5 separate regions of the Mus musculus genome follow, and regions 1, 2, 4 and 5 are each linked to region 3. A link is a contact called in public Hi-C and HiChIP or PLAC-seq data. All regions are on one chromosome and are shown on one strand. The core of a region is the stretch at or near the end of the contact, and the rest is flanking DNA. Distances in the headings are between cores, read along the strand shown.

Region 1 (2,758 bases), core at 248-2,747, 280 kb before region 3:
TACATCTCTAGAGGAATTTTTTTCCCCAAAAAACTAGCATTTTTTTTTCTTCGCCAAGAACCAACCAGCCTTTATTTCTAGAAGCAAGCGCATACTTCTCCCCATCACCACCACCAAACAAACAAATCACAGACTACTGTTAAATTCTACGCTAATGAAACTGTGGAGAAACATCCCAGGCGTTGTCAGAGCCTATTTTTCATACACCACCACCAGACAGTTTGATGCAGTATTCCTGATTGCTTTTTATCGTATTTGTAAATACACTCACTAATCCACTAAATTAGATAATTTACAAACAGGTCCTCTCAGTTATTAGTGGCCAGCAGTCAAGTTCTATTACATCTGATCCTTACACAGTTGTCCAAACATTTCCACCCAGGTTAAAGGCTCTGATCGGAAAGAGAAGGCGGCTAGCGAAATTTGGATGGGGGCAGGGTGGCAGCTGAGAGAAATCTCTGCATCTCAGCCCTCAGCGACAACATCCAGCCAGTGCCCACAGAAAAACTAAATTCGGCACCTCTTCCTCCTGTTACACTGGCAACAAAGAGGGAGTTTCCGTAACGCTCCCGTCACCCACCAGGTGCCCAATCTCCTTCCCAGCCCAGTCCCCCCGCTCCCGCAGGGGCCTCGGTGCGCCGAGAGGCCGCGGTGCTCAGGGTCAAGGCACAGAGGGGGGATGGGATGGGGAACGAGCGGGTGGGATCTGTGAAATGGGCCCTGGAAGGGCACCGGGACCCAGTGAAGCACCTGATCCCGGCCAAGGGGGCCCGCAGACCAGGGGAAATGGGCAGCTTATTAAATGGATCCGAAACTAGAATAAGGTGGAAGAGAGGTGAAGAGCCCAAGCTGGGGTACACCTTCTGGGGACACGGAAAACAGTCTGTGGGTGGCGGGGGGGCTCGGCGGAGGTGGAGAGCAGGCTGGCGGGCCCCAAGGAGAGGGAAGCGTATGCCTCCCCGGGGCAGAGCGGGCGCCCGGGGCGCCTCTACCTGCAGACGGGCGGGACGGGCTGCTCAGGTGCGAAAGCGGGGGAGGGAGCGCAGCGGGCATTGGGGGACCAGGCACGAAGCGCCGAGGTCGGCGGGGACCGGAGGGGCGCAGGGCACGGCAGGGGAGCGAAGGGCACGGCTCGGCAGGCGCTCACAGCGCGGGGTGGCATCCGGGCGGGCGGCCGGGAGGCGGGAGCCCCTCACCTGCGCGGCGGAGGCGGAGCTGCAGCAGCCCATGGCGGGGCCGGAGGAGCCCGGAGGCGGCGCCGGGCGCGCAGCTACGCCCCGGAGCCCCTCGGCATGCGAGCCGGCGGGCGCCCGGGGAGGGCGCGGCCTGGCCCCGCACGACTCGGCAGCGACGGCGGCGACGGCGACAGCGGCAAGAACTCAGGAGGCTGCGCGGTCCGGGGCAGGCGCCGGCCACATCCCCCGGCGGCGGCAGCGGCGGCGGCGGCGGCTGCGCGGCTCCGGCTCCGCTCCTGCTGCTGCAGCTGCTCCCCAGCGGAAAGGGGCGGGCGGCGGCGGCAGCCCCTCCCCCTGGCCCCCGCCTCCCACCACCCGCTCCCAGTCCCGCTCCCGCTCCCTCTCCCGGGCTGCAGCCGCCTCCTCCTCGGCGCCGCGCGCGTCTCCCATCAGACTCCCCGCCCCCAGTGCAGCGCCGCGCGGCGCGGACGGCGGGGACGACGGCAGCCCAGAACGAGGCCGGGCCCTTGGGCGCGCGCAGGAGTCTGCGCGGCGCCGGGCCCATTTCGCGGTGGCACCGAGGCCGAGCTCTGCCTCGGGGCGGCGAGAGGGCGTCTGAGGCCGAGGCGCCCGTGGACCCGGCGGGCTCGCAGAGGGAAGGCGGCCGACTTGCTTCTGTACGCGCGAGGCACGGGGAGGTCACCGGGGGTCGCTCCTTCTCCCGGGTGGGAGCGCCTCTGAGGTCACTGACCCGGAGCTTTTTTTAGGGCTCTGGCGGCTGTTTATGTTACCCAGAAGAGAGAGTATTTGCAAAACCTCCCATGGAGAAGGAATGGGTGATGGAAGTGGAAAAATATCATCTGTTGCTCCTGGCCCCATTTTGCTGATGTGGACACTAAGCCTTGAAGGAGGCCGACGACAGTGAGAGCACCCAACTGGAAATTGTAGTAAAAGAGCCAGAAATGGGAGGGGAAGGTAGTACTCCAGGCCCTCAAGTCAAAGCCATGTTGGTTCTTCACTAAACTTTCTTACACATGGTAGCGCGGGCACACACATAAACACACGCACCAATTCATCTTTAAAATATTTACCGAGGCACTCACTATATTACAGTCTAGAAATTTATGGCACTAAGATTAAACAGGCGATAAAAGGCAAAGTTGCTACTCTCTTATTAAAAAAAACGAAACCTGTATTAATATGCGTTGGGGGTAGCAACAAGTTAGACATGCACAACCTTTAAGAAATTTCCAATGTTAGGGAAGTCATTACAGATACAGTGAAGCGAGAGCAGTTTAAAAATGGCGAGAGTAAACAAGGTCATGATTAACTATCACCGAAACGCGCATGTATCTAACACTCATATAAACATTCCGGTCTTGTTTCATATTGTCAAGGTGTTGCAAAGACTGGGATCAAAAGGTTTGCAAAGATACCAGAGTGAGACCCCAGAAATGCTGACTTGTCCATAAAAGGCAGATTTCAAGGTGACTCAAACTCAAAGGGGAAGTTGACTAGAGGAGCAAGGAAAGGAGAAATCTAAACAAGAGGGTGGGGAATGGGTGTGGGTGGGAGGGGTATGG
Region 2 (2,700 bases), core at 136-2,635, 300 kb before region 3:
CATTTTAAGTTATCCAAAGCTTTTAACTAAATCTAATAACTAATAAATGGTTTGTTGATTCACAATGACTCCTTTAATAAACAACTTCTTACTTAACTACACATGCAGACTACTGTGTTCCACAGAACTTATTAATAAATGTAGTTGATTTTGTTTCCTAACTCACCGCTTACAGTCATTCTTCTTGTTTTTGGCTTTATGGCTTACTGCACTAATTAATCTTCTAGAACAATGTTAATGGTGATAATAATCTCAGTATAAATGTCTAACGTAAACTAAGTCCTCACTGTCAAAGACATTAAGTTACCTAACAAGTGAGTCTTGTTAAAGATGTAGCAATGGGTTTTATTTAAATACGTTAAGGTTTTTTGACATTTTATTTAATGTTATGTGTATGCGTGTTTGAGAGACTGTCTGTGTACCATGTGTGTGCACTGCCTGTAGAGACCAACAGAGAGCATGAGATTCTAAGGACTGGCACTCCAGATAGTTATAAGCTGCCATTGTGAATGCTGGGAATTAAAATGTCCTCTGAAAGAGCAGCCAGTGCTCCAAACAGTTGAGCCATTTTCATCCCCAACGCAACACTATTTGTATATGTGTGATTTTTTTAAAATTGCTTTTAAAACAGATGTTGGGCTTTTTTTCCACATTTGTTTTATTTTTATTTTTGTTTTTGAGATATCAAGTCATTAATGACCCAGAATAACCTTGAAGTCTAAATAGCCCAGGCTAGCCTTGAACCTGCAGTTCTGCCTCAGCCTCCCAAGTGCTAGATTTAAAAATATACACTATTATACCTCTCTTCACACTATTAAACTAATGTTATGGTATTTCTTGCTAAATGTCCACATATCTTCACGTGCAGTATTAGGAATAAAACCCCAGGTCTGCATGTTTGCTAGACCAGTATGTTACAACTGAACCATATCTGCAATCCCTGAGTATCTATTTGAACAAGAATCGCAAAGAAGCTGATCCTAGCTGCAGGTCAGACCTAAGAAACAACGAGGGCAGCAGTACAGTCGACTCTACAGTGTTTCCGGCCTCATACCCAACTGGCATCAGTCAGCATTATGTCCTAAGGTCACACTGGCTCCCAGGAGATTTTTCCCAGCATGCTGATGTGTTCAAGCAGAGGTAAGTTTTTTTCACTATTATTAAAGAGAAAGCATTGGCAACAGAAGACAACCTTGGGTGGGAGGATGGCTGGAGATCTACAGAAATGACTTCCCGGAGCTTATGTGGTGACCAACTCAGTGGCTTCAGAACACTGACTTCTTTTCAATGTGGGCTGCAGATGCAGAAGGAGATGCCCAGGCCTTCCTCTCTGTCTGAACTAATCAGGCTGTACACTAGACCAGCCCTTTGCCTCTTATGAAATGATGTATCAGAAGCAAGACTTCCTTCTCAAAGGACACAGGATTCCATAACATGAGATGACACAGACCTTCCCCAGTGTGAGCCTAGATAAACAACAGGCATAACTCTAGACAGCTGTTTATTCATTCGTACTTTTAGCAATTACTGGACTTTCTTTAAGCTTTCTTGGTTTAGTGTCCTACCCTAACTCTCTTTTCCCATCAACCCTATTGTTTCCAGTGCCTGAGTCTGCACATATGGAGTTATTCTAGGCTTCCCTACATAGTATGGTAGCAGAAACATTTGAATCCCTCATAGAAACAATTTGAACTGATGCCATCTTCTGCTTACTATAGGGTACTCTGATATCTGATAGGTAGGTAGGTGGATAGAAAGATAGATGATAGATAGATAGATAGATAGATAGATAGATAGATAGATAGATAGACAGACAGACAGATAGATAGATAGCGTAGAGAATGAGATAGAATATAAAAAGGTCCGTAGTCATTACAAATTCAAACACATTAAAATTTCATTCTTTAAAAAAATATTTATTTTCCTATGTGTGTGTACCAGGTTCACGCAGGTACCTGTGAAAGCTAGAAGACAGCCTTAGATCCCTTGGAGCCAGAGTTAGAGGGGTTGTGAGACACCCAGTGTGGGTCCTCTGAAAGCAGTCATAGCTCCCAACCACTGAGACATCTCTCCAGCCGTGAAAAGATGAAGTTTTTATACGATGTAAAGCATCCTAGGTCCCTGGTACCCACTACCTCTGACCTCAAGCTGCCCAGCCACTCTGGCGTTCTGACTGCCCTTTCTCCCTCTCAAACGCAGCTCTGTCTCTTCCGTTTTGACTTACTATCCTTCCTTTCCTGGCTATCAACCTAGTTTGTCTCTTCATTTCAGGGAGGCTTTTCATGAACACACTCACACACACATACACACACACTATGGTCGACGCTCACCCTCTTTCATACCTCGCTTCTCTCCATACAGTGAACATCTTTGTTAGCTAAATTACGGTATCTTACCTAGTCATAGATCTTTGTAGTCTGGAAGATCACCTAGGTATTCTGTGTTATATCCCAAGAATGTAAAACAGTTTCTAGCACATGAAAATGCTCAGTGTCTACTCACTGAATGAATGAATCAGGCTCGCTGTATGAGATGATGAACGAATTGACAGCTTACGACTGTGCCTCTTGAGGCTGTCACCTTAATCACCACAAATGCAGCAAGAATCTGGAGAAGATGAAGCGGACAAGTGGGCTTTATTTTACTGCAGACCTACAGCTAAGTTGGGAAAACTTGTTCCAGAGATTTATAGAGCCGTGT
Region 3 (2,700 bases), core at 145-2,644:
ATCCTTTCCCCTTAGGCGTTTTCCTTTGTACACAGATGGTCACACATATTATTTTAAATTCTTTGCCAGTGCTGGACTTTTAAAAGTCTGGCATAGGAAATGGTTTATAGGGTATGGATGTCACTAGAGATTGGCACTGATGTTCAGTCAGTAGGATTCTGGTGTTGGCACTCTTCTTCCGAGGACTTCAAAAGTTCCAACGAAATTCATTTTCAGAAAACTCTGAGGCAGAGAGAACGTTCTCTCTTGAGAGACAGGAAGCAAGGGCCAAGGATGTAGCTCTCAGCTGGCTGAATGCTTGCCTGCTATGCAAGAGGCTGGGTTCCATCTCTCCGCACTGTACAAATGTGGGTGTGGTACTCTGTTCCTGTAATTTTAGGCCTTGGGAGGCAAGAGGATTAGGAATTCAAGGTTATTGAGTTTATGAGCAGACTACATGAGACTCTGTCTCAATTAAAACAAATAAAATAGAGGCAGAAAAACTTTATCTAACTTTGGTCGTTTGACATCATCAAAACCCACTCTTGTGACCACAGCTGCCCCTTGTGGCTTATAGGTACCTATTACTAGTGGAGTGTGTGTGTGTGTGTGTGTGTGTGTGTGTAGAAGGTGCAGACTAGGTCCCTGGAAGGTGTGTGTGTGTGTGTGTGTGTGTGTGTGTGTGTGTGTGTGTGTGTGTAGAAGGTGCAGACTAGGTCCCTGGAAGGTAGAGATCTTCTCTTCAAAATCAATGTAAAGGTTTGAGGCAGACACCAAAATAGGCTGATATTCACTGTCCATTCCACATCCCTTCCCCCAATCTAGGACTTTTAAAGGAAGAAAAGGAAGAGACCGAAAATGGTTGGCATCTGGGGGTGGGGTGGGGTGGGGAGTTTTCCTTCCCAAGTTGGGGGCTGAGCAAACTAACAAAAGGAGAGGGGGGAGAGTGGGAGTAAGGGAGAGCGGGAGGGAGAGAGGAAGAGGGCATACACACACAAACAAAACAAACAAAACTCAAAAAGCAACACCCACAAAACCCCAAACAATTGCAGAAAGAGGAGTTTAGAGAACGAGCTTTTCCCCTTTCCTCCTCTGCCGGGAATGTGGAGTCCCTGGCTCAGCGCAAGTCCGGAGTTTCCCGTTTCCCGAAGGCTAGCAGGTCAGGGCCAGGGCTACAGAAAGCGGGCCCCACAAAGCTCTCACCATGCGCCCCCAGTGCCCGCTGCGGCGGCGCACTGTCGCCGGTTTAAGGGGCGGGCCATGTCTCCACGTGCTTTCTGCTGAGTGACTGAACTACATAAACAGAGGCCGGGAAGGGGGCGGGGGAAAGAGGGAGAGAACAGCGTTTGACCGGTAGTAACCCCGGCGCTCGGCACAGCCGAATCTATAAAAGGAACTAGTCGCGGCAAAAACCAGTAATTCCGAGGGCGAGCGAGCGGGCCGGGACCGGCAGAGCCCACTTCTCTCCGCGGCGCAGCGCAAAGCTGGGCAGGGGGCGCCGCGGGACCCGCGCAACCACAGCCGGCTTGGGGAGCTGCTCTGCTCCCTGTTTCCCCCCACTTTTTTCTTCCCCTTTCTGGAAGGGTTTGTGCAGGGGTAGGGAAAACAGACTCAAACAGCAAAGTGGAAAACAGGTAAGAGGTTCTTCAGTGACTTGGGCATTTTGTTTCGGGGCCAAGGAAGCGTTGGGAAGCTCTCCGTTTTGGGGACACTGGGGGGACTCGAACTCCCATGTACCTTACTTCTGGGGATGCAAATAGTACAGGGGAGGCATAAACAGGGAAAGAATGTTCTGGGACGGGCCCTGTCGACCCTGGGACTCAGAACTGCCGCACTCGGGTCTCCCGGAATCGGAGACCAGCGAGAGCATCTCCGGCGTCGGAGACTCGCCTCTTGGGCGCAGTGTGAGCCAAGGTTCCCGGACGTCCTCGGGGTACAGCCAGTGGGGTAGGGAGAAGGGAATCCTCTACAAAGGGTCTCCTTTTGTCTGGCGCGGGGTAGGCCGTCGCCCACAAGTGTCACATCTGAGTCCTCACTCCATTATTTAACTGGTTTGTGTTGGCCTCTGACTTGGAGGTTCTCTTCCCGGGACTGGGACTGCATGTCCTTGTTTCCAAAGAACTCTAGTAGGAAGTGTCCTAAACGGGGTCTTTTATGTTACTGCTGCTTGAGTTCTCTGGGCTTTGTTCGACTCCGGGGTCCTGCCCACAGGCTTCCTGCGCTCTGGAGGGCTGCAGTCCCTGGCGCAAAGTGGGAGACCACTTTTGTTCCTTCTAAAGACAGAAAACTTAAGAGAGTCTGCAGAAACCCGAAACTGGGGTGCCCAATCCACCCTCATCTTACTGCTTTTTGCTAGTCTTCCCTTGGGGAGACTTCGGGCTGAGCACCGATTGGGAAGCTGGGGCTAGGTTGTGCAGCCGAATGACCGCAAGTAACCCCATCGGGCAGCACAGAACTCGCAGCTCGGGTGCTGGGCCGGGCTCCGCCGCCAGGGGGTGGGGGCTGGGCGGCCTGCGGGTGGCCCCTGGAGACTGGCCCGCAGCGCCTCCTGGCCGGGTAGCCTAGGTATGGCCTGGTGCGGAGTGAGAGTCTCTAGTCCTTTTGCTTCACTGTGAATCTGGTCAAAACTGGTGTTTCCAAACTGGGAGGAAACCCGAGGCCAAGAAAGCCAGTCTATGTTTTCATGTTGTTGTTTTTTTCTTTTTTGTTTTTGTTTTTTGT
Region 4 (2,700 bases), core at 76-2,575, 350 kb before region 3:
GTTCAGGTGGGTTCTGGGGTTATTTGAAGAAGAAATGAAGCAAAATCTATTCTAACTTGGAAATCTGGAAATACCAAATTCTTTCCAGGAGGAAAGAAAGGTTAGAATACCCACAAAAAGCAGCGTGTCTGCACAGTACACAGGACATAGGCACCAAACATGAGAATGGGCAACAGGGAAGGCGCAAGCCATAAATCACAGGCGGTCAGGAAAAGGAAAAGAGCCACAGGAAAGGAGTAACTTGAAAAGCTGTGCTCAGAGTGAGATGATGAAACCCAGTTAGATGCTGCTACATGTTTAACGGTGGCTTGAACCTCTATTTGGCTTTTACTGTCCCCACCAAGAAGAGAAGAAGGTAGAGAAAATGAGATTTACCAAGGAGTTACTGTATCTCACAAAGCCTCAGAGGCTGTGTCCTCAGCATACTACAATTCAATAGCCCACGGAGGGATCCAGATGGTGGGTAACAATTGGAGATCGCATAGACGTAAAGTCTGACCCACAAATGTTATTCTCTCTGATCCTAACTGGAAAGACAGGGCACAGCCACCAGTGTCAGGTTGATGGCTGGCTGGTCCATCAGGTCTGTAGCAGAAGGAACTCTGACTACTTACAATGCAGTGGTTTACCTTTGTAGGGAACAGCACTCAAAGGATTAGCATTAGACAGGACTTAATTCACAAAAAAGCATCCCGTAATTCCACAAACATTGTTACATATTACTCCCAGGAAAGGCCCTTTCAGTGCAAAAATCTACAAAACACAAATTTTGAATGCAAATAACTCTCAGACTACAGAAAAAGAGGCAGGAGTACAACGAGTCATTTCAACCCCACGTGACGAGGTTGAGATGGCTGTAGAAGCTGTACAGATCTGCAAGGAGGAAAGAGGGTGAGAGAGAGCATGAGGGAGGGGGAGGAGGAGTCTAAGCTGCATTTTGAAATTGAGTAGGAATTTTCCAGACAGATGGGGAAGGGAGCACTCGGGCAGAGGAAACCGCATGCCTAAAAGCGCAGAAGCATGAAAGAGCATATTTAAGGAACTGCAAATGATCGGATAGGGCTGACTCTAGGGTGGAACATCAAAGAGATATGTGCCGAGGAGAAGTGTTTGGGGGGTGGGGGGGAGAGGTGGCTGTCCTGAGAATTCAGGGGATCTCACACTTTGCTCCATAAGGCAATGTGTAGCTACAAGGACACCTCACAGTAAGGCCCTGGTGTAAGCAGCTGATCAAACTGAAGGCCAGGGGGAAAAGCTGGGCACAGCAGTGCGGATCCAGAGATGAGCCCTTGCCATTAAATTGCCTCCTGCTGCCATGGCAACTCTGCAGTAAGGCTTTTTTGGAGCAAGAGGTGGCAAACAGATACCAGGTCTGCTGGCCGCCTCCTGCCGGATTTGGCTTCTCTCCTCTCTAATCAAGCACTGCGGCACTAAGGCTGAGAAGCTGGCAGCAAAGCCCCTCGGATGCTTCCGCTTTAGCGAGTCCTGACACATGTCTTCCCCAGAGGGGAATAAAAATGGAGTCTGATCATTTGTCCAATTATTACCTGGAATCAGTTTATAATGTACAGCCCCTTTCTATGGAGCACGTTGCCCTTAGTGAGTCACCAAAATAAAATACCCAGCAGCGATGCAGACCCTTCTGCTACTGCTAAATAACAGCAATGCAGGCCTTCTGCTGATTCTAAATGCAGGCTGCAGAGGATCTGTTCTCTACCCTCGGAAGAGTTCTGCCCAAAGAGACCTCTTCCTTCCATGGAGGAGGAGGAAAGACAAGGAAAGGCAAGTCCAGGCATCACACGGGGCCAGGATCCAAGTGTCCCAAGGAGGGCCATCTTATTTAACCCACAGAACTATGGGAAGTGCATACCCAAACCAAGCTAACTACAAACTAACCTAGCTAACTACAACAACACACCATTAATAAAACATGCTTGCCCCCCAACACTCTGGAACAACAGAATTAAGAGAGGCTGGCTGGGCACAGTGACTAAGAGTAGATTGTGATCTAGGGGGTTGTACGATGGTTGCAACAGTCTCCCTCTGCCCATAAGCACATGTACTTCTACAGCTTCAATATCTGTCCCTCAAGAGTCCATGTGCAAGGGTGGGGATGTAGCTCAGTGCTATAGCACTTGCTTAGCATGTATTCAAAGGTTCAATACCCGCTCAAGCAAAAAACACTAGAAAACAAAGACAAAAACAAAACAAAACAAAATAAAAACCAAAAACACACCTTGAGATTTGTCACTGTGGCAGCATTAGGAAGAGGGAGCTCTAAGCGGTGACCGTGCACTGCTGTCATGAACAGACTAGGGACAGCATCAGGAGACACAGGGGCTGAGACTGGAAAGTGCTAATCTGAGGTCAACCTAAACTAGGCTGTGAAACCCTGCCCCTCAACACACACACACAGAGACAGAGACAGAGAGAGGGGGAGAGAGAGAGAGAGGGAGAGAGAGAGAGAGAGAGAGAGAGAGAGAGAGAGAGAGAGAGAGAGAGAGAGAGAGAGAGAGAGAGAGAAAACCAGCCTTATTTGCTCCTCAGCACTTACATATGTGTTACTATCAATCTCCACCAGTAGCAATCAACTCTAGGAGAGCAGGGCTGGTTGACTATTGAATCTATTTCTATACCCTCAGTACCTAAATAATGCCTGCAATGAAAAAGGAATCCATTATCATTTATGGAATCACTAAA
Region 5 (2,700 bases), core at 149-2,648, 430 kb before region 3:
TCTCAACTCATGAGTCAGTTGGGCTACCAGGGGACTTGTTTGTTCTTTTATCCATTCACCAAGCATCTGTTGAGCCCTTACCAGTTGCCAGTTCCTATGGGGCACTTCTACAAAGTCATGAAGCTCATCCTGTGAATTTAGACTTCATCAAGGGATCATTCATTAGATCCAATAAAGACTCAGCTTTTCTCAAATCTACCCATCAAAGAGCCTGGTCTCCACCAAGGAAAGAAAAAGACCCCTTTTCCACAAAGAATATTCATGTATTTACAGAAATTGCTGCCAAAAATGGTCTTAATGGCTAGTTTACTGGACATAAAAGTAACAGTGTAGTTGGGAATGGATCTTATTACTATGGCTTTAAACACAGATTAAAAGAAATATACCCATTAGTATCTGAAAATCAAAATGTTGCTGTGTTTTACTGCCACATTAACATGATAAATCCAAGTTAAATAACAACTCTGATAGTCTAAAATGAGCTGGGGTGAGCTGGGGAGATGCTTGTTGCATAAGTATGGGGTTCTGAGTTGAACCCCCAGAACCACAGGGGGCGATGGCTTAGACTATGGAGGTGGGAACATAACCAAATTATCCCTTTTGTCCTCAACTCGCTTTTGGTCATGGTGTTTCATCATAGCAATGGTAAACCTAAATAAGACACAACCGGAAGTGGGAGAGACCGAGTCAGAGAGAAGGGTGTGGTTGTCGGTGCACTGGGAGGCAGATCTGCCTATGATCACTAGGAATCTCTGGCCTGTCTGATCCTAGGTTCAGTTGATCAGTTCCAGGCCAGTGAGAGTCTGTCTCAAAACACAGATGGAAAGCATTCTGAGGTATCACATCTGAAGTTGACTTCTGGCACATCCACATCCACAGACTGGGGGGAGGGGGGAGGGAGAGGGGAAGGGAGAGGGAGAGGGAGAGGGAGAGGGAGGTAAGTTACATTGCTACAAATGAAATACAAACAAAAATTCCATGGGAAATTTAAAGTTTCCATTCTGTGGCTATCCAGGGAGGATGACAGAGAGCACAGAGTAAGAGACTTTAATGAAAGGCATGCATCTGAATGCCACCCATGGGCAGAAACCACTGCTCAGTGAACGAACTCAGCATGCCCTGAGTCCACCTTCATTTTTTTCTTCTTCTTATTATTTTATTTCTTTATAATCCAGCCATTGTCCCCTTCTGGTCTCCCCTCCCACAGTTCCTCTTCCTATTCTTCCTACCCCCTGTCTCCAAGAAGGTGCTCTCTACATTTTAACATTTTCCTGACCATTAGAAAATGTCTTACACTAGAATGGAGTTTGTGGTCCCTGAAGCGACCTTACACTATGCGTTCAATACTGTAATGTCCCAGCTGCAGCCAGTGTCACCAGCTTCTGCAGCTCTCTCCAGAGCCTGGGCCTTCACTTCCTCCCCAGAATTAAGTCAGTCTCGGGCCTGCTTCAGTTCTGAGTTTTCCTCACATCCTGTTTGATAAATGGGAAATGCCTGAGTATCCGACAGGAAAGCCTTCTGCCCCTCGAGACCGAGCACAGCGCCTAAGTTAGGACATGGTGTCAACTGTGCAAAACAAAACAAAAGAGAAAAGGGATCAGTTCTCCTGGAGCCAGCCCAAAGTCAGCAAGGCCAGATCTGGGGAACTCTTCGAAGATGCTCCATCTTCCAGTACTGTCGTTGTCAGTGTCTGGGTGTCACGTAGGCTTGGGAGATTACAGCCATTACAGTTGTCCCTCTGGTAGCCAAAAACCAAAAAACAACAACAACTGCAACAAAACAAAACAAAAACAAACAAACAAAAAACCAGGAAATCAAGACAGGAAGCAGCTATGTCAGGTGGGCAGAACTGGGAATATCGTAATACCGCAGCTTGCATCTCACTAGTCAGAGGGCCACTGCAAGCCTCTGGGAACTATGATAAGGTGTTGCACTTGGCCCATCGACGTGGCATCTGGGTTCTATCCATGAGGAAGGCCGGTATCATCCACACTGGGTAAGACAATTAGCAGTCACTACAGCAGCCGGATAGAAACGCATGACTAACATGTTAATTGGCAGATGGAACAGAAATATGTCTTTGTAATCACTAGGCTCTTTCAGGGGTCTGGGATGAGATTATAGAAACGGCTTATTTTCCTACATCATCCCATGAGATATGAATAACTAGCCTGTCTCTTTTTCAAGCAGATATCTTTTCCAGGCGTTCTCTGAAAGTGTTCCATTTGTTTATGTTCAGGTACAGGCTGACCTACAAAAAGTAATGCAGACTCATCTCCCTCCTCCTGCTGTCTGCCGTGCTGATAATAGAGCCGAAGAATCGCCCAAGCTCGAACACCCACCATCAGCTCACACAGAGTGCGCCTTGAATTCAGATGCGTAATGGGAAGGCATAGGGAGTGCTGGGGACGCACAACCGAGAGTCCCTACTCTGTGATAGGAACTCCGCCATTTTCTTAATAAGACTGATGCCATTCAGAAGGTCCCCAGGGCACACCCGCCTCATTTGTCCATTGTGACCTGGCTTTATGGGCCCATGGAAGCAAATGCATTATCACCATTAAACTCCAGGCTTGTCAGATTTAGTCCACTGCACCTGTGCTCTGTTATTGAATGAACTATATAATCAGCATTCATACTGCTAAGTCACCTTAATATTAAGTTATATTTGGGAGATGGGTGAGCGCTGGGTTCATCCAC

The links. A called contact is a pair of places that touch in the nucleus more often than the background predicts. HiChIP or PLAC-seq counts read pairs in DNA pulled down with a chosen protein or histone mark.
Region 1: a contact with region 3 is called in an H3K4me3 HiChIP or PLAC-seq map of bone marrow-derived macrophages, with 6 times the contacts expected there. The contact joins the promoter of Slc44a1 here to the promoter of Abca1 in region 3. A contact is called at or near these places in 15 of 39 promoter capture datasets (the 3T3-L1 cell line, 3T3-L1-derived adipocytes, the C10 cell line and 10 more), 1 of 15 datasets of contacts at CTCF or cohesin (embryonic stem cells), 17 of 484 Hi-C or Micro-C datasets (CD4 T cells, CD8 T cells, the G1E-ER4 cell line and 11 more), 16 of 115 datasets of contacts at active chromatin or transcription factors (astrocytes, bone marrow-derived macrophages, craniofacial prominence and 10 more) and 5 of 9 other capture datasets (adipose tissue, embryonic stem cells, liver and 2 more).
Region 2: a contact with region 3 is called in an H3K4me3 HiChIP or PLAC-seq map of bone marrow-derived macrophages, with 6 times the contacts expected there. The contact joins the enhancer-like site here to the promoter of Abca1 in region 3. A contact is called at or near these places in 6 of 39 promoter capture datasets (the SN4741 cell line, embryonic stem cells, hematopoietic stem and progenitor cells and 2 more), 5 of 484 Hi-C or Micro-C datasets (the G1E-ER4 cell line, the N1E-115 cell line, the STO cell line and 2 more), 7 of 115 datasets of contacts at active chromatin or transcription factors (bone marrow-derived macrophages, embryonic stem cells, forebrain and 2 more) and 3 of 9 other capture datasets (adipose tissue, liver and macrophages).
Region 4: an H3K4me3 HiChIP or PLAC-seq map of bone marrow-derived macrophages shows a contact between it and region 3, with 5 times the contacts expected there. The contact joins the enhancer-like site here to the promoter of Abca1 in region 3. A contact is called at or near these places in 2 of 39 promoter capture datasets (liver and pre-B cells), 2 of 484 Hi-C or Micro-C datasets (pro-B cells and transitional/marginal zone B cells), 2 of 115 datasets of contacts at active chromatin or transcription factors (bone marrow-derived macrophages and embryonic limb bud) and 4 of 9 other capture datasets (adipose tissue, embryonic stem cells, liver and 1 more).
Region 5: a contact with region 3 is called in a Hi-C map of the N1E-115 cell line, with 12 times the contacts expected there. The contact joins the enhancer-like site here to the promoter of Abca1 in region 3. A contact is called at or near these places in 6 of 39 promoter capture datasets (the C10 cell line, embryonic stem cells, hippocampal neurons and 2 more), 18 of 484 Hi-C or Micro-C datasets (the G1E-ER4 cell line, the N1E-115 cell line, Sertoli cells and 11 more), 11 of 115 datasets of contacts at active chromatin or transcription factors (astrocytes, cardiomyocytes, embryonic basal ganglia and 6 more) and 3 of 9 other capture datasets (adipose tissue, liver and macrophages).

Annotation. Positions count from the first base shown.
Region 1 is chr4:53,439,155-53,441,912 of GRCm38.p6, reverse strand. It overlaps Slc44a1 (solute carrier family 44, member 1), which reads right to left and starts at 1,497. Exons shown (of 16, transcript NM_001374697.1): 1 at 1,197-1,497. The coding sequence starts at 1,229.
Region 2 is chr4:53,463,191-53,465,890 of GRCm38.p6, reverse strand. The region is part of intron 1 of Slc44a1 (solute carrier family 44, member 1); the gene reads right to left. Among named protein-coding and RNA genes, the nearest start is that of Slc44a1, 24 kb to the right of the region's middle. Within about 2 kb of position 1,385, at least 9 of the 459 cell types and tissues checked have an H3K27ac peak or open chromatin away from gene starts, as enhancers often do. A contact at or near this core is called in bone marrow-derived macrophages, where this site is marked.
Region 3 is chr4:53,158,589-53,161,288 of GRCm38.p6, reverse strand. It overlaps Abca1 (ATP-binding cassette, sub-family A (ABC1), member 1), which reads left to right and starts at 1,394. Exons shown (of 50, transcript NM_013454.3): 1 at 1,394-1,613.
Region 4 is chr4:53,510,951-53,513,650 of GRCm38.p6, reverse strand. The region is part of intron 3 of Slc44a1 (solute carrier family 44, member 1); the gene reads right to left. Among named protein-coding and RNA genes, the nearest start is that of Slc44a1, 72 kb to the right of the region's middle. Within about 2 kb of position 1,325, at least 146 of the 459 cell types and tissues checked have an H3K27ac peak or open chromatin away from gene starts, as enhancers often do. A contact at or near this core is called in adipose tissue, bone marrow-derived macrophages, pre-B cells and 2 more, where this site is marked.
Region 5 is chr4:53,591,374-53,594,073 of GRCm38.p6, reverse strand. It overlaps a transcript of Slc44a1 not described here. Among named protein-coding and RNA genes, the nearest start is that of Fsd1l, 39 kb to the left of the region's middle. Within about 2 kb of position 1,398, at least 29 of the 459 cell types and tissues checked have an H3K27ac peak or open chromatin away from gene starts, as enhancers often do. A contact at or near this core is called in the N1E-115 cell line, adipose tissue, heart atrium and 3 more, where this site is marked.